3 separate regions of the Sus scrofa genome follow, and all the other regions are linked to region 1. The links are chromatin contacts, called in public promoter capture Hi-C maps. All regions are on one chromosome and are shown on one strand. The core of a region is the stretch at or near the end of the contact, and the rest is flanking DNA. Distances in the headings are between cores, read along the strand shown. Region 1 holds the start of OTUD3 (OTU domain-containing protein 3). Region 2 holds the start of CAPZB (capping actin protein of muscle Z-line beta subunit). Region 3 holds the start of PQLC2 (PQ loop repeat containing 2).

The links. Promoter capture Hi-C pulls out the DNA fragments that hold promoters and counts their contacts.
Region 2: a promoter capture Hi-C map of liver shows a contact between it and region 1, with 4 times the contacts expected there. The contact joins the promoter of CAPZB here to the promoter of OTUD3 in region 1. A contact is called at or near these places in 2 of 5 promoter capture datasets (both in liver) and 2 of 47 Hi-C or Micro-C datasets (embryonic fibroblasts and omental adipose tissue).
Region 3: a contact with region 1 is called in a promoter capture Hi-C map of liver, with 2.5 times the contacts expected there. The contact joins the promoter of PQLC2 here to the promoter of OTUD3 in region 1. A contact is called at or near these places in 1 of 5 promoter capture datasets (liver), 2 of 47 Hi-C or Micro-C datasets (embryonic fibroblasts and liver) and 2 of 2 datasets of contacts at active chromatin or transcription factors (alveolar macrophages and skeletal muscle).

Annotation. Positions count from the first base shown.
Region 1 is chr6:78,239,833-78,243,684 of Sscrofa11.1, forward strand. It overlaps OTUD3 (OTU domain-containing protein 3), which reads left to right and starts at 1,772. Exons shown (of 7, transcript XM_021095472.1): 1 at 1,772-2,144. The coding sequence starts at 1,924.
Region 2 is chr6:77,911,363-77,914,923 of Sscrofa11.1, forward strand. It overlaps CAPZB (capping actin protein of muscle Z-line beta subunit), which reads right to left and starts at 1,255. Exons shown (of 9, transcript NM_001113444.1): 1 at 1,151-1,255. The coding sequence starts at 1,153.
Region 3 is chr6:77,760,332-77,763,661 of Sscrofa11.1, forward strand. It overlaps PQLC2 (PQ loop repeat containing 2), which reads left to right and starts at 1,530. Exons shown (of 9, transcript NM_001243851.1): 1 at 1,530-1,577. It overlaps AKR7A2 (aldo-keto reductase family 7 member A2), which reads right to left and starts at 1,278. Exons shown (of 7, transcript NM_001243822.1): 1 at 945-1,278. The coding sequence starts at 1,272.

The sequences.
Region 1 (3,852 bases), core at 522-3,021:
AGTGGTTCAAGGGTGGGGATTGCTGGTAAGGATCAGGTCGTGTTCGGGGCCTGTATTCCTTTTTTTTTTTTTTTTTTTTAGGGCTGCACCTGTGGCATGTGAAATTTCCTGGCCTACACCACAGCCACAGCATCACTGGATCTAAGGAGTATTTCCAACCCATGCCACGCTTACACTGGAGCCTTAACCCACTGAGTGAGGCCAGGGATCAAACCCGAATCCTCATGGATACTGGTCAGGTTCTTAACCAGCTGAGCCACAATGGGAACTCCTTCTGTGATTTCTTTAAAATACTGGTTCTTAACCAGCTGAACCACAATGGGAACTCCTCCTGTGATTTCTTTAATCTGGCCTTGGGGGGGGGGTGTCTCCTGATGAGTTTCTGTGATTCTCAAAGTTATCAAACAGTGACCTCCTTTCCGGAGTGAAGGATGCTTCATCAAGCAGTTAACGGCTTCCATTAGTTGGGGCTTTTTTTTTTTTTTTTTTTCTTTTGTCTTTTTAGGGCCACACACATGGCATATGGAAGTTCCCAGTCTAGGGGTCCAATCTGAGCTACAGCTGCTCCTAAGCCACAGCCACAGCAACACAGAACACCAGTGGTGTCTGCGACCTACACCACAGCTCATGGCAACACTGAATCCTTAACCCAGTGAGCGAGGCCAGGGATCAAACCTGGGTCCTCATGGATACTAGTCAGGTTCATTAACTGCTGAGCCACGATGGGAACTCCCAGTTGTTTTTAGTTCAGTGGGATAACTCAAAGATATTGTTATGTATATTCCCTGAAGAGGAACCAGGATCCTGCCCCAAGGCTGCACTATTGTTTCTTTTTTCTTTCTTTTTCTCTCTCTTTTTTTTTTTTTTTTTGCTTTTTAGGGCCGCACCCGCGACATATGGAGGTGCCCAGGTTAGGGGTCTAATCAGAGCTACAGCTGCTGGCCTGCGCCAGAGCCACAGCAATGCAGGATCCGAGCCGTGCCTACCACCTACACCACAGCTCATGGCAACACGGATCCCCAACCCACTGAGCAAGGCCAGGGATTGAACCCACAACCTCATGGTTCCTAGCCTGGTGTTATAGTGAGCTGTGGTGTAGGTCACAGACTCGGCTCGGATCCCACATTGCTGTGGCTGTGGTGTAAGCTGGCAGCTACAGCTCCGTTTCAATCCCTAGCCTGGGAGCTTCCACATTCCTCCAGTGCAGCCCTAAAAAGACCAAAAAAAAAAAAAAAAAAAAAAAAAAAGAAAAGAAAGAGGGACCAGGACAAAGGAGAAGAGGGTATTATGCAGGAGAGAGGGGATTACTGACGGAGTTAGCTTCCAGGGTAGGTGGATGTCGTTTAGGGTCACCCATCAACCCTGGTTTGCTTGGGGCTGTCTCTGCTCTAAAACTGAAAGTCCTGCGTCCCTGGAAGACTCTTAATCCGGGCAAACCTAGATTGGTCACTTCAGAGTGGAATCAAAATTACAGAGGAGACAGTGTTCTGGACAAGGGCTACCTCTCCCTGCGTTATGAGCGAAGGTAGAGAGGTAGAGAGGGACAGGATTAAATAAAGTCCACGGGCTTTAAAGCAGTGATCGATCTCCTTGACCTTTTCCTGTTGCGCTCTCTTTTGGGTCCAACTGGCTCCTCACTTGGAGTACCACCCACCGCTAGGGGGAGGAGCGGAGCAAACAAAGACGGGTGCCCCTCTAGCTCTCTCAGGAGTGCTCTCTATGGCTCCTGTTCTCCTAGCCGGGGCGGGGGTGGGGGGCGTTCTGTCACGTGACCAGGTACCCAGAGCCGGCGCAGGCGCGGTCGCCGCGTCCCCGTCGCCGGGCTCTGTCGCCCGCGCCGCTTCGGGTTTTAGGCACTTGAGGCGGCTGCCTGACGGTCCTGCGGCTTTTCCTCTTACCGCTGCGGGCCGCAGGGCCAAGGCCATGTCCCGGAAGCAGGCGGCGAAGAGCCGGCCGGGCAGCGGCAGCCGGAAAGCCGAGGCCGAGCGCAAGCGGGACGAGCGCGCGGCGCGCCGGGCCCTAGCCAAGGAGCGGCGGAACCGGCCGGAGTCCGGCGGCGGCGGCGGCTGCGAAGAGGAGTTCGTTAGCTTCGCCAACCAACTGCAGGCCCTGGGGCTGAAGCTGCGGGAGGTGCCGGGGGACGGGTGAGGCGGGCCCGGGAGCGCGTAGGGGCGGTGGGGCGCTGCGCTTGGCGACTGTCGCGGGTTCTCGCCTGCCCATTCATCGGGCGGCCCAGAACGCCAGCCCCTTCCCAGTGCTGGGGGGTCCAGCAGCGAGCGAGGCGGCCAGGCTCCTCCCCTTGAGATGCTCGAGTAATCCCCAATTGCCTTGATAGTGGCAAAGGCCCCAAGCAAACAGTAAAGGGGTCCGGAGAGCCCCGTTAGATCGATGTCCAGGAAGGCTCCCCTGAAAGGTGACATTTAAGCTGAGATCTGAAGGAATGAGATGGAGCCAGTCAGTCGAAGAGCTGTCATAATGACGATCTTTTAGAAAGCGGTGCAAGCCCCGGTTGGTATAACGCTTGGCCTCCTTTGAGTTCTTATTACTGTTGGGTATTGCCCTCCTTTTACACTTGGGAAATGAGGTCTGTGAGGGCCTCTTGTTTACTGAGCTGAAAGCAGCTTCTCTAATTCTTACCTTCGTGGGCTTCAGTTTTTCCTCTGTAGGCAACCACACTTCCCCAAGCTTGCTTGGGCTTTAGACTGGAATCCAGTTTATTTAGAGAATATGGGATGAATAAATGGGATGGGAGGAAGGGAATGAGGGAGGGAAGGAAAAATGGCCTCAGAAAAGGGGATGTGGACCCAGGAGCATGGAGGGCAAAAGGAAAAGTGTAGGGGAGATAAATTAGCATCCCAGTGTAGGGATAGATAAAAGGAGTCTGGTTGCCAGAGTTTGTCACTCTGGAAGAGACAGAATTAACAGCCCAGCTGTCATTTGGGGGCTCAGATAGGGCAGAGGGAAGAATAAAATGAAGCTGAAGACCATGCAGAATTGCCTTAGCTGTTAGGCATGGACGTGGGGGAAGAAAGTATTTCTGGATTTCACCTTATATTGCAAGTATTTTCTGGCTTTCACCTTATGCTAATCAAAACTGTTTATAACTGTTTATAATTGTTACTGGCTGTAGGTTACCTTTTCCACTTTTCCTACGTATGCACAGTGCTTCAGGCAGGTTGGATTTAGAGCTTGATTGCAGTTTATTCACCACCACCTGGCACAGTGTCTGATACTCAGAAGGCATTCATAGCATTTTTTTTTTTTAAATGGCTGCACCCACAGCATATGGAAGTTCCTGGGCCAGGGCTGAATCTGAGCTGCAGCTGTAGATCCCTTCACTCACTGAGCTGGGCCAGGGATGGGACCCATGCCTCCGCAGCGACTTGAGCCACTAAGTCGTATTCTTTACCCAGTGCACCACAGCGGGAACTCCAGAAGGTATTCAGTGCATTTTTGTTGAATGAATGAATGACAGAAATATCATAAAGGAAGGCCAGCTAGACCCTCAGCAGGGTCCCTCAAAGGAGTGTTTTCTTTTTTTTTTTCTTTTTTTGTCTTTTTTTGCCATTTCTTGGGCCACTCCCGTGGCATATGGAGGTTCCCACGCTAATCGGAGCTGTAGCCACCGGCCTACGCTGGAGCCACAGCAACGCAGGATCCCAGCCATGTCTGCGACCTATACCACAGCTCACGGCAACGCCGGATTGTCAACCCACTGAGCAAGGGCAGGGACCGAACCCACAACCTCATGGTTCCTAGTCGGATTCGTTAACCACTGCGCCACGACGGGAACTCCAGGAGTGTTTTCTTAGTGGGGTTGCTACAGTTAAGAGCTTGCTTTACTGGGTCTTT
Region 2 (3,561 bases), core at 5-2,504, 330 kb before region 1:
GGCCTCAGAGCCCGGGGGCCCCCAAGGGCGGCAGCCTCACAAGGGCGATTGTGCGTTCATCCCTGTGCCGCCGGCTCCCCCACCCACATCCCTTCGCACCCGCTCACGCCCCATCGCCCTGGACCCTGGTCGTCCGGCCGGACGCTCCGCCAGTACCGCACCCCGCGGCACCGAGGCGGCGGCCAGGGGAAGGGCCCGAAGAGCGCCCCGCTGCCTTCCGGGCACACGGATGCCCGCCCTGCCCTCGCTCGCTCCCAGGAGGCCTCCCAGAAAAGGGGCACCCCTCCAACCTGATACGGCACAGCCCCGGGACCCCCATCCCCACCCGAGCTGGAGAGCCGCTCTCGCTTCCCAGTGGTAGCAAAGAAGGTTCGCCCCAGGTAGAGGCGAGGGGACCACCTGGGTAGGGAGCAGGGCCCAGGAGGGAGGGTAAAGCCCAGGAGAGAGCGGGGCTGACGCAAGCTACGCCAAGAGTGGTGAGAAGTCCGGAGAAGAGAATCGGGGCGGGGGACGGGGGACGGTGTGACGTCCAGGCCGGGGCCAGGGGTGGAAAAGAGGGGTCCAGACTTAAACCACGGCGGGAAGAGAAGATTTAGGCTGAAGTCATGCAGGAGAGAGGAACCAATGTGGGCTGAGGCCACTGGAGGACGGGTTAACGGGGGTCTGGACTGAGGTCACCGAGAAGAGGGGAGGTAGGGGACAGAGGCCTAGCCAGGGCTATGGGAGGAAATAAAGACGGCCTAGCTTGGGCCGTAGGGACGGGGGATGGGGACCTGGCCTGGGCCAAGAGGAGAAAGAAGGACCACGCCTGGGTCCTTGTAGGGGGTGCCTGGCCTGGACCACGGGTCCAGGAGGGTCTACCCTGGGCCATGGGGGAGATTAGCCTACACCCAGCGGTGGAGTATGAGACGCTAGCTTGAGCCAACAGCGGGGGCTAGGAGCAAGAGGCAGAGTCGCTGCACACCTAAGCCGCCCAGGCCGGTGGCCCCTTCTGGAGCGGATGAGGATGGTGTCTACCTGGGCTCCGGGACCTCGCCCCTCCCCCACCCGGTGAACCCACCCTTCCCGGGCCGGGGGTGGGCGGGAGGAGGGGGACGCGAGCTCCAGTGGGGCTCCCAGGCCTGGGGGAAGGGGAGCGTCGGGCCTTTACCATGGTGGCGGCGGCGGCGGCGGTCCCGTCCCGGCGTCTGTGGCTCTCCCCCCCGCAGCAGGGCCCGGCGCTTCCACTTCCCCGGGTGCCCAGGAGTGAACATCCGGGTCAGCGCCCCCCTCCCCCCGCGCCGGGCCGCCGCCACCTTCCTTCCCCGCCCCGGCCCAGCCTGGGCCCGCCCCCCACGCAGCCGGCTCTCGGCCAATGAGCGCGCAGGGCCGCGGCGATCGCCAAGTATGGAGCTCGGCGAGGGGGAGGAGCAGAGAACGGGGAAGTGAGGGGCGGGGCTTGCGAGCGGGGCGGGGCGCAGCGGTCGGCGGGACGGGTGGGCGGGTCCGGGGGTCCTGGGGAGGGTACTCACTGCAGCTCCGGCCCCGAGCGGCCTTCTGCGTGTAGCCAGATCCAACCCGGGTCCTGTGGGTGCAGCTGCGGGTGGTGGCAGAGGGACGGTGCCCGCAGGCCTCCGGGCGAGGATGCGGAAGGCACTGGGGCTGGGAGGGGTCAGTCCCTCCCCGCCCCACCCAGTGCACGCGCTTGCTCCTGCGGCGGACCCGGAACTGGTGCGGCCCGCGGAGCCAGCCCTTCCCTGAGAGAGCGTAGTGAGCGAACCTCAGATGGAATCCCAGCACTGCCGCTTGTTCCGTGTGGGACCTGGAGCAAGTCACTGCACTTGAGCCGGATCTCTAAAAAATCAGCCTCAGGTCACACCAGTCACTGAGCACCGGCCGTACGTATACAGGCCGGTATACCAGGTGACATGTAAAGATGCTCTCACAACTACCTGCTGCAGGAATGATATTAGGACGACACAGTAGAAATTAGAAAACCCGGCCCAATAAATGTTACATGTTGAGGGTATTTTTAGATGTGCTGCAGAGAACCCACCCATTTGCCCAGTAGGGCTACCTCATTCCACGGTGACTCAGAAATTCTTTTTTTTCTCTCTCTCTCCTTCTTCATTCAACAAATATTTATTAGGCCTGGTCTAGAAGGCAGGAGACCTGGGACGCTAGCCCTGCTAATAATAACTGCCTTCCCTAGCTTGCTCTCTCTTTTGTGAGATTTAAATCAGGCCCCTATGAGAGGACTAAGTGTAAAGTGTTGCACGAAGGACAGAAATGAGGACCACAAACCAGGCTGTGACCCAGACCCCCATCCTCAGGTAACTCATAGTGGAGGAACAGCTGCCACTGGCATAAAAGTAGTTCAGCTAAGTCCCACAAGAGTGATACAGACCTGTATTACAGGAATTCAGAGAAAGGGCGTGGCACTTTGGAATTTTCACTTGGTGTAAGTATTTATTGAGCATCTACCCTGTAAGGAGCACTGCTCTGGGCTCTAAGTTTAGAGCAATGAACAGGACAGTCCATGTTGTTGCAGAGCTTGGACCAGGGGAAGGGGAGACAATCAGCTACTAAATAGATACAGTGTCAGGTGGTGATTAGAGATGTGGAGGAAAATCAGAGGGAGGCAGGCAGATGAACAAAGTGGGGCCAGAGGAGGCCTGATTTAGAAAGTAACACTTGATCAGAGGGAGGCACAAGGAACAGCAAGGGAAAAGAGCTCATGGGGACAGGCCCTGGGGTGTTCATGGCCCAAGGAGGCTGAGGTGGCTAGCCCAGAGCCAAGGCAGCTGAGGTCAGAGAGGTGCAGCGCAGGGACCAGATCTGGCCTGGCCTTTGCAAGGATCCGGAGGCTGCTGTGTTCTGAATGGACTGTAGGGGGACTAGGGCTATTAGAAAGCCATTTCTGTATCGAAGGCATTTTTTATTTATTTAAAAACACTTCTGTGGAACTTCCTATGTGATGCTGTTAAGCACTTTGCAAATAATAACTCATTTAATCTTCATAACAAAGGCCTGAGGAGGTAAATGCAAGGGAGATGCAAATGCTTCGTGGGCATGAGAAGAGGAAAGGAGTCAGGATGATGCTAAGATTTTTAGCTTGATTAACACCAGAAGGATTTGCCATTTATTCATCTGTGGAAGGCTGTGGGAGGAACAGGGGTTTGGGGGGGGTTGGGGGGTGCTGTTAAGAGTCAGTTTGGGGCTAGTGATGTTTGAGATGCCTTTTGGAGGTTTAAATAGAGATGTCAAATAATCAGATAGGAAAGTTCGAAGTTGGTGATACGTTTTTGAGAACTGTTAGCTGATGATAGTTTGAGGTGCTTAAAAGCATCAGACACCTAGATGAGCTCACTTAGGAGGCTAGTGGAGAGAGAAGTGGTCAAGAAGAGAAAGAGGAACCAGCAAGGAGCCTGAGAAAGAGGGACCTGGGAGGCGGGAAGAAGACTACGAGAAGGTGGTGTCCCTCCTGGAAGCTAAGGAATAAAGGCATGAAGGAAAGTTTTGCGAAAGAAGCGACATTTGCAGTGTTTACTTGATGGAAATAAGATCAAAGGAAGCCATGCC
Region 3 (3,330 bases), core at 280-2,779, 480 kb before region 1:
GTCTTTGCACAGCTCTGCCCTCAGCCTCTCATGCCCTTTTCTCTCATCTCTGCAAACTACTGTTGGTCCTTTAAGCCCAGCTCCAGCATCCTCTGAGTCTTCCCAAGTGCCTCTTCCTGTCCCCATCCACCCTCTTCCCCCTAAAATTGCTTCCTCTTCTGGGCTCCCCGACAATCATTTGCTTCAATGTTCCCTACTATCCTCTGAGCTCCTTGAGGGTGGCTTAGTCACATTCCCTCCTGCAGGCCCCTAAGAAGCCTGGCACAGGGCTATAGGAGTGGTTACCCACTCCCTCCCCACTCCCTACGTTTTACCCCGACATCCCTGCTCCCCCAATCCAGCCTAGGGCAGGACTGCAGCTCTCCCTGAGAGGGCCAAGGAGAACTGTCAACTGAACCGAGCAAAGTCTAGGAACAGATCAAAGACTGGGAGAAGAAAAGTTGCTCGGGGAGCGCCTAGGCGGGGAAAGAAGGGCAGGAGAGGCTAAGAAGAGCGCTTAGACACAGGTTATAGGCACCTGGCAGGGCTGGAGGTGAGTATGGAATAGTTCTGGAGACGAGGGCGGCAGAAAGGTGCACAAAGAAAGCAGCGCGGGTAGGAAGCGAAGAACTTGATCAGGTTGAGGGTAACACACCTGGGGGTTACAGAGGTGCAGCCTCCAGGGGAAGGTGAAGAGAAGGGGAAGGTGGTCAGGACAAAGCGCTGCTCAGCTATCCAAGCCTGGATGTGCAGGGGGCTTGCGGAGCGGTGGGTGGGGGGGGGTGTCACAGAGCTGTTGGGTGGCCAAGGGAGGTCGGCGCCCCGGAAGCGGGGACGAAAACTGCCGGTCCTGACCACGGCCCGTGAGCTTACTGGGGTTGGGTTAGCGTCCTGCTGTTGCAGGGTCTGAATTGCAGGGTTCAGTGGGGAGGACCAGGGGTGGGGGCGCAGGCGCCAGGAGTTACCTCTGCAGTCGCCGCCGCCCAGCCCGAGCCCCAGGCCGCCCAGGATGCTCTCGGACTGGCCGTCGCTGTACATGAAGGCAGTGTCCAGCTCAGTGTAGCCGCGCTGCAGGAAGGCACGCACGGCCGCGGCGCTGGCGGGCGCGTCCATGCGGCGCCCCATCTCCATGGTGCCCAGAACTGTGGCGGGTCGGGCTGGGGAGCCCGAGGTGGCCCGCAGGGGCCGGGACATGACGGCTGCGCTAGCGGCGGGGCGAGCCTCGGATTGTCTGGGGCGACGCGAGCTGCGGACGGCAGCACGAGCCACGGCTCGAGACACGGCGTTCAGCATGAGATCGGCGCCTGCGCGCTGGGGTGCCTCGAGCCCCGCCTACCCACGGCGGGGGAGGAGCCCCGGGAGCCTTAAGGGAGCAAGGACAAGCGCCGCTGCGCCCCCCCACGCACGCTCGGCTAGCGCGCCACTCCTCCAGGGACCGTCCACAAAGTGCGCGGCTCCAGAGGCGGAGCCGCTCAGCTCCCAGGCGGGGAGGCGGGAGGAGGGAGGCGGGGGCCGGCGCGGGGCGGCGCTTCTGGTCAGCCGACCCAGGCAGGAGAGGCAGAACCCAGGAGCCGGGCGGCGGGGAGGATCTAGACGCGGTAAGCCGAATTTGAGGCTGGGGCCGTGGGTCAGAACTCCGGGCCTTCCCTGCCACATCTTTCTAACACCCTCTTCCGGCCCCTGGACGGTTCTGGGGTCCCCGTTCCCCCTTTGGGGCGCAAGATTCTGGAGCGAGGCTCTGGGCGAGATTGGGAGGCCCTGGGCGGCCCAGGTCCCCCTCTCAGGGGCGACCAGCATAACCTCTGGGACCGACCTGGCCAGGGGTGGGGTATGGGTTCCCTTTTCACTTCCTAATCCCGGCCGACGGGCCCCTTCGCTCCTGATGGCTTTGTTTTCCCCAGGGCATGCCGGAGGAGGGGGCCTCGCGGCAAATGAGCGCTGACCACAGCGGCTGCCCTGTCATTATCCCCGCCAAACAGGTGGCCCGTGCTGGGCTGAGTCACTAGGAGGGTGTTGTGACCGAGCACCTGGAGGGCTGGAGTGGGTGGTAGCTCCAAACCGGGACGATTGTCCCCTCCCACTCCACGCCTAGGATAGGTCTCCAAACGTGTGCGTGGCGAGTCCACCGTTTGGAAGTGTGCGGACGGGTGCATTCTTATCTATTCAGTGTTTATTGAAGCCTGCGGTTTGCCAGGGGGCGGGGGGGAGGGGGAGGAAGAGCTCCGGCCAGAACAGAATAAAAGCCATCCCAGGTTATCCCACTGAGTGCTTGACCTGTGCTCAGGCACCCTTCTCATCGCTCGGCCTGGATTATCTAAACTCTGCGGTTAACCTGCCTCATTGCCCCCTTTTTACGGATTGAGAGTCTGTGGCTCAGTCACCAGCTCAGGAGTTCTAGGAGTAGGCATCCGGCAGGCCAGTTCCAGAGTGCTTTCTTCTTAACCCTAGGCCATCCATGCTCACAGTGGTCCTTCTTGTCTCCCTCCCTCCCTCTCTCCCTCTCTGTTTCTGAGCCTTTCCTGCCTAGCTGATGAGTCTAGGCCCTAAGAAGAAGCTTATGGAACGGAGAGGAGTGAGCAGCGGTGGCTGAGGAATGTGAAGATCATTCTTCAGGTGTGGGAACGAGGGTAGGGGAAGAGGTGACAGGAGCTGTAAGGTGACAGCTCCTGTAAGGCCCCGTCCAAGAGGGCAATTTAGAAATGGGTCTTAATATCTTTTTACCATGCCCTCCAGGGGGAGAGGACATGCCTGGGGGAAGAGGCAGCTGGAACAGAAGTCTGGAGGTCTGGGAATGACTGTCTGAAGATCTGGAGGGAGGAGGCAGGAGACGAGGTGGGGAGGGCAGTTCTGGGAGTACCCTTGGGCTCAGTCTCAAGGAATTTGGACTTACCTGGTAGGTAAAGATGGCTACTCAAGCAGCTTTGGTAGGGAGTATCTGTTGGACTCAGCTTGGAATCTGGAAGAGGAGCTTGGCTATGACAGGAGATGCCTTTTCTTCCTTTTTTTTTTTTTTTCCTTTCTTTCTTTCTTTTTTTTGTCTTTTTTTTTTTTTTTTTTTTTTTTTTTTTTTGTCTTTTTAAGGCCACACACACAGCACATGGAGGTTCCCAGGCTAGGGGTGGAATCAGAGCTGCAGCTGCCGGCCTACACCAGAGCCACAGCAACTTGGGAGCCAAGCTGCATCTGCGACCTACACCACAGCTCCACGGCAATGCCAGATCCTTAACCTATGGAGTGAGGCCAGGGATCAAACCCGCATCCTCATGAATTCTAGTTAGGTTTGTTAACCGCTGAGCCATGACAGGAACTCCAAGATGCTTTGCTTAAAGGGCCGCCATGTACGCCAGCATC